2 separate regions of the Sus scrofa genome follow, and region 1 is linked to region 2. Evidence: chromatin contacts called from public HiChIP or PLAC-seq data. All regions are on one chromosome and are shown on one strand. The core of a region is the stretch at or near the end of the contact, and the rest is flanking DNA. Distances in the headings are between cores, read along the strand shown.

What was found. HiChIP or PLAC-seq counts read pairs in DNA pulled down with a chosen protein or histone mark.
Region 1: an H3K27ac HiChIP or PLAC-seq map of skeletal muscle shows a contact between it and region 2, with 2.8 times the contacts expected there. The contact joins two enhancer-like sites. A contact is called at or near these places in 7 of 47 Hi-C or Micro-C datasets (embryonic fibroblasts, heart right ventricle, liver and 3 more) and 1 of 2 datasets of contacts at active chromatin or transcription factors (skeletal muscle).

What each region holds. Positions count from the first base shown.
Region 1 is chr1:17,606,720-17,610,159 of Sscrofa11.1, forward strand. All of the region lies in intron 1 of SASH1 (SAM and SH3 domain-containing protein 1), which reads right to left. Among named protein-coding and RNA genes, the nearest start is that of SASH1, 55 kb to the right of the region's middle. Within about 2 kb of position 1,357, at least 25 of the 83 cell types and tissues checked have an H3K27ac peak or open chromatin away from gene starts, as enhancers often do. A contact at or near this core is called in retroperitoneal adipose tissue and skeletal muscle, where this site is marked.
Region 2 is chr1:17,393,966-17,397,097 of Sscrofa11.1, forward strand. The region is part of intron 4 of SASH1 (SAM and SH3 domain-containing protein 1); the gene reads right to left. Among named protein-coding and RNA genes, the nearest start is that of UST, 260 kb to the left of the region's middle. Within about 2 kb of position 1,501, at least 6 of the 83 cell types and tissues checked have an H3K27ac peak or open chromatin away from gene starts, as enhancers often do. A contact at or near this core is called in retroperitoneal adipose tissue and skeletal muscle, where this site is marked.

The DNA.
Region 1 (3,440 bases), core at 107-2,606, 210 kb after region 2:
AGGCTTGAAGAAGTAAAGCCAACTGCCCAAGGTCACAGAGCTAACAAGTGGTGGTGGGGGGCACTTGAACTCTGATCCTGTGACTCTAGAACCTACACTCTGCACCATGAAGCTTTACTGCTTTGGGAAGCTGTACGATATTGCAGCTTATTCCTTCTCTGATAGCCAGCTGGTGTTCAAGATTGTCTGTCTAAGAATGATCAAGTAAATATAGACAACAGGAGTTCTGTCGTGGAAACAAATCCGACTAGGAACCATGAGGTTGCGGGTTCGATCCCTGCCCTCACTCAGTGGGTTAAGGATCCAGCATTGCTGTGAGCTGTGGTGTAGGTCACAGATGCGGCTCGGATCCCGCGTTGCTGTGGCTCTGGTGTAGGCTGGCAGCAACAGCTCCGATTAGATCCCTAGCCTGGGAACCTCCATGTGCCACAGGTGTGGCCGTAAAAAGACAAAAAAAAAAAAAAAAATACAGACAACAGAATAGAGTCTCTGGAAATTAATAAAACACAAATAGAAATGTTCACGATCTAATGCTGCCATTCAATCTATGCAGAAGGACGGACATGTCAACAAATTGCATCAGAACCACTGACTAGCGATTTGAAGAAAGGGAGGAATGAACCACTACTTCAACCTTTATACCACAATTAACTTCATTTGGACTCGCATGTGTATGTGCTTTATTGAGGTATAAGTGATAAACCAAACAACCTGGACAAATCTACGATACGCAGTGTGATGGATTTGGCCATACACACAGACCTGTGAAACCATCACCATGATAAAAGCAAGAACCTTACTCATACCCTCCAAAACAAATTTCTCTGCTTAAACATTTATAAGAGAATATAAATATGCATCCTGAGACTTTACAACAGGCATATTCCGATGACTGTCTTAGATACAGTTCAAGGTGTCCATAAATCTCAAGTTTTAAAAGCAGGAGGAGATGCCATTTGCTTAGCAGTTTTCATCTCAGAGCTCGTCTTTTAGGAAGATTCTGGAGGTGTAATGGCACAATGTGTGACTTTAGCACTTTATGTATGTGTGTGCGCTCGCGTGCACTCAGAAGCATTTGGACAGTTAGGGGTCATCGTGTGGATTTAATCACCTCTTCAGCTACATTCAAAGACTTGTAGCTGAAGTCTGACAACTAGTTAACAACGTGGCCAGAATGAGGACACAAGTCTCAATTCCCACTTCCAGACTCTTCCAAATGTTTTTTTCATCATAAGTCCAACGACAGATAGAAGCAATCTTTAATGGGGCCGCGGAATTTCACTGATTATCTATGGTGTTAGTTCCAGTGGATATTTTTCCCCTATGATGGGCTGAAAGTATTTTACAGATTTTTTTTCTAGAGTTTGCCAAAAATAGGTCTGTGGAGACCATGACATATTTTGTTTGTGAGAGAGGAAGAGAGATAAAAACATTACTTAAAAAAAAAGAGGATGACTCTGCAGGCAAAAATAATGATATGGGAAATTCAGTCCCATGGCTAGACATCTGAAGCTGATAACGTCTCTTGACCCCGGTGAAAAAAAGAAGCTATTTTTTCTTTGATGGGAAGCACAAAATCATTGGCTAACGCTTTTTCTCTTCCTCTGAAGAAGATCTCTTCTCCCTCTTCACGTAGATCAGGTGACACAAATCCCACGTGGGACTGAAATTAAAAATGCCTTTCACTTAATCCTGTTGGAAAGGCTTCCGCCCCAAGTTGGAGAGCACCCTGAGCTGGCCTGGCCGCGGAGGCCTGACACAGAGTCATGCCTGTGGTATGAGGGGGCCGTTCCCCACCAGCAGCCTCGGGTGTGGGAAACTATTCCTTCAACTCAGGGAAGGCAGCCCAAACTCTGAAAATTTGATCTCATTCTTTTGCCAAAGAGCCAGCTACAGGATTCTGGGATCCATCACTATTATTGTAACTGTAGGGGGGGAATGACTTAATTGTAAAACAATGACCTCACCCTCACAGCCAAGGTCGAATCATTTCTAAAGAAAGCTGCCTTCTTTGTTCCTGCCAACTTGCAAATGAAACAAATTACATCGGGACACGATTATATTCATTAGCGATTATTCCATGAAAACAGTGAGGATTTGAATGTACCCTACGCTTAACCCAGGCAACTAACGTGCCCTGCAAGCCTCAGGCCAAGCGGTGATGGACTCTGTGTTAGGAGAATGTTTGCCCCAGACTGTGGGCCAATGCGTGTGTGCCTCTTTCTCAGGGAGATGCTGGTTCAGGGGAGAACAAGACACCAAGGCACCAAAATGCTCCTCATTTCAGACACAGGAATTCGTGAGCTGAGCAACTTTGAATGATCTTTCTCTGATTTAATTCTGTCTTTCTACGGGAAAGAATGACATATGGGACAAGCCGGCTCTCTCATTGTCACATGTCAATGTCCCGGGAGACTGTCCTGACGGAAGTTCTGCAGGGCCTCCTGATGGCTAAATAATTTGGGGGTGTTTGTGTCCCCTAAAATAAATGATAACATAGCAGCATGTGGTCCTTCTGATAGGAAGATAATCCTAACGCATTCTCACCGTTACACCCAGCCTCCCACGTGGGTCATGCCTGAAGGTCAAGTGTGAGGTTGGCTGGAGGTCAGGTCACTCCCTTTTAGGAGGGAGACAGAAGAATGAATAAAGGAGAAGAGAGACGAAAGAAGCACTATTGCAGAATGACAACGTCTCCTAAAGTCATTATTTTATTTTATTATTTTATTTTATTTAAATTTTCTTTTTGGCTGCCCCATGATATATGGAGTTTCTGGGGCCAGGGATCAGATCTGAGCCACAGTTAAGACCTAAGCCACAGCTGCAGCAATGCTGGATCCTTAACCCACGGTGCTGGGCCTGGGTTTGAACCTGCATCCCAGCGCTCCCAAGATATGGCTTGTCCCTTTGTGCCCCAGCAGGAACTCCCTAAAATCTTTTTTATTAACCATTTTTGAGCTGATCTCTACTGACAGATTGATGAGCAAGGTGTCACTTTGACCCAGGAAAGAACTGAAATGGAAAAGAACAGAGCTGGTGGCATAATGACTTGGTTGGAGATGGATTAGCAAGTCAGAGCAGGACTTGGAGAGGCGTTGGAATTGTCCCTCTCAAATAATGGGAGGAAGCTCAGAATCTGGAAAGGAAGAAGATGAAGAAGCTTCCCTTCCATAGTGGTCCAGCTTGTCGGACTTCTTCCAGATACTTCCCCTGAGTCACCGGCAAGCATGTGGGAGGGTCAGGGCTAAACCAGCAAATCTCCCTCTGGGGAAACAGCCCAAGGCCACGTCACAGTGCGAATGGGTCTGGACTATCTTCTCATCAGAAAGACTGAGTGTTGTTATGTTATCATTTCTTTCAGGGAAGGCCAACATCCCCAAATTATTTAGCCATCAGGAGGCCCTACAAAATCACAGTGTTCCCCTTAGACCAAGGTACTC
Region 2 (3,132 bases), core at 251-2,750:
GGACTTAATCTTTGTAAATAATCAATAACACAACTATTAGACCCCCAAACTGCTTAAATGTGAACATTTTTTCTTTGAGATCCCTAAAACTACTCTAGTCCTCCAGGAAGGCCAAATTCACTTAAAAAAAACTCATAAGGCAAGTGCCCTGGTGGCGCAGCAGGTTAAAGATCCGGCGTTGTTTGATCCCTTCCACAGCGGCAGGCGCAACCAAAAAGAAAGAAGAATAAGAAAAATCATAAAGGTATAGATTAGATCAAAAAACCAATTTAAGGAACAGCATCCCCAGAAGTTAACCAATTCTTTTTATCCTACACTTTTAGTCTTCAGTGAATTCTTTGTTAAATTGCTTCCTTCCTTCCTTCTCATTCCTTTACTTACTCATTTTGTCTTGCATTCAATAAACACTCATTAAGCTCTCATTATGAGTCGGGCATCCTCTGAGGCACTGAGATCACAGCAGTAAACAGAAGATGAGGAGGAACCCTAGTCTTGGGGAGCAGATCAAGAAGGGGGGAGAAGTCTAGAAGGGACAGAGGGGGCCTCTCTGAAGAGGTGACAGGTGAGCAGGCACTTGGAGGATGAGCTGCCGTGACAGTCACTCCTCCTGCTGGGCAGGGAAAGAAGTGAGGAGGAAGCAAGGTCTCCTTGGTCTGAGGTGCTTGCTCTAAACACCCCTTCGGGATGTGTGAAGTCTGAGTTCAGGGGATTCACTGAGGAGTGGAGATGAGCGTTTGGAAGTCATTTGCTTATTTAAAGCCAGGAGACCAACCAAACAGGTTGAAGAGAAGTTGAGACTAAACTCAAGGGCAATCCAATTTTTTAGAGGTCAGGAAAAAAACGTGAAGCAGGCAATGCGACTTGGTGGGGAGGGGGCGGTCAGTGGGGAGAAGGAACACCAGGCAAGTACACTTCTTTTTCTGGCTTGAATAAAACTAAAATCGATTTCACACAAATTACACTGCTGCCTTGAATGCCATACAGGGTAAATTCTAGGTTGCTCTATTTTTCCTCTGAATCTATTGCTTCACAGCAAGACAACCCCACAAGACCAAAGAGAAAACTAAGAAGGGTCAAGCGAGACTCTTTACAATTTACATCTGTGTCTAGAATTCCACCTTGCCTAAGGACACGGGGCTGGCCGGGATGCAACTCGGTTTAGCAGAGTGTCTCAGTCCAAAGCTTCATCCACTCTACTGAACGCAGCAGTGCTTCTCATGTATATAAAAGAAATTCACGGCACGTTCTATGCTGGCCTGGTTCTTGGGTCAATTTCGGAAACGAGACTCAGAAGGATGTGTGAGGAGAGGGTATGTTTTCAACCCCAAATGTGAACATGGCCTAAGGGTTTATTAGAACTAAGTGTTTCAAAAGCCTTTTCAGGATTTGGTTGTGTTGCTGCTGCACAGCCTCCTGTCTGCTTGTCAAAGGAAAGGAGGCCACATCATCTGGCTCAAGCCCATCTTTCTTCTTCTATTTATATATAACTAGCCTGAGGTTCCTCCAGGCAGAGACAGCTCTATTGCGTTGTTACAGACTTAGGCTGGCACACCAGAAAGGTATAACAAATGCCATGCGGAAAGGGATGCCTAAAATAGACTTGATGTTTTTGTTTTGATGGACTGTTCAGAAACTTCATTATAACCAAGCCAAAAAAATAAGAGGAACTGTGCTCACCTCCTTTCTAAGAAAGGACCATGTGTTAGATGTTACTACACTTAGGAGATTTTAAAGGTTCCTTTATCGTGTGCCTCCGGAAATACACTTTTCCATTAGTTTCTTTTCTGCTGGCTTTTGCTGTGTCTGGGTCCTTGCCTGTCTCATCCCGGGCCTGCCAAGCCAGTCCCCAAAGCCAGCACCAATTTTCCTCAAGAAGCAGAAAAAGGACTGAGGCATCTATGCTACCGAATTGCACGTGCACAGGGGGAGGGAGGCACTTTTTAGTCGTTAATATTTTCTGTTGCTTTACGCCTTCCCTAAATAAATGAATAACTCACGTTCATATCTTGCATATATGGAGAAACAAATCATTTTGTGTAAAATAGGTCATCTCTTACTTTGACATTACTTATTATCCTTTGGTTATTGAAGGCATTTTTCATATAGGAGTCTCTCTCCTCTCATTGAAATAAGTATGAAACAAAATGCATATTCATACTAGGGTCGGCCATGAAAATTTAAGGGTCACCCCTTTCCAGCCATGGGGCAAGGACTAGGATGAGGCACCAGACATGGAGGGTCCCTAGTGTCGGGGTGCCACTCTCGCAGATGGGGGACGTAGTGAGCAAGCACCTCTTGAAACTCTGTGCCCTCGGTCATCTCCAGCTTTACCCTAGATGGGGCCCTTCCCAGCCGATACCATTGCATTTCAGGCACCTGATGGAAATTAGCCTGCAAGCTCACTGGCGGGGCTGGAAGGTAACTCTGTTGGCCAGAGGCTGGTCAACTATTGTCAGAACTCCCCAGTGACAATGCTGGTGACATGCTGTCACCCTGGTGGACCCACTCTCCCCACACGGGCTTTTTCTTTCATTTCGATCTATTCCTGGCCTGTACTTTCTGGCTTTTCGTAGCAAGGTTGCCTTCCTAAGTGATGAAGGTGGGTGTCTGAAGAACCACATCCAAGGCCGAGGCTGACATGCACAGGCTGAGCAGCCGCACGCTCAGAAGTCAGGCACGCCTGTGGCTGCACTGCCATAAATCTAAACCTGTTCTTTTTTATGGGAAGTAAAACGGTGTGATGATAGAAACTACCTACCTTCGTGGGTTGTTAGCGGAATTACAGGAAAGCATGAACGTAAAGAGCTCAGGGCAACACCTGGCAGTTGGTGAACTCCCAGTAAATGGCACCTTATGACTATTCCCCAAAGCGGCCCCCATGCAGACGAATATGCTTGGTTTCTGCAGAGATGACACCTCGCTCAGGCCTCCAAGCACTGCCCCGACTCAGCTCCTTCTCTAGACTCCAGCAGTTTCTGAATCACCAAGGTTCCTCTTTTACTTTTCTTACATGAACTTCCTTCAAATAATTTGGATGGATATAGCGATTCCTCTTTCCCTTTCCTATCTTACTGTAGACAAGCAACGCCTGCTTTTCTCCAAAGTGAAAAACAACAACAACAACACAATGAT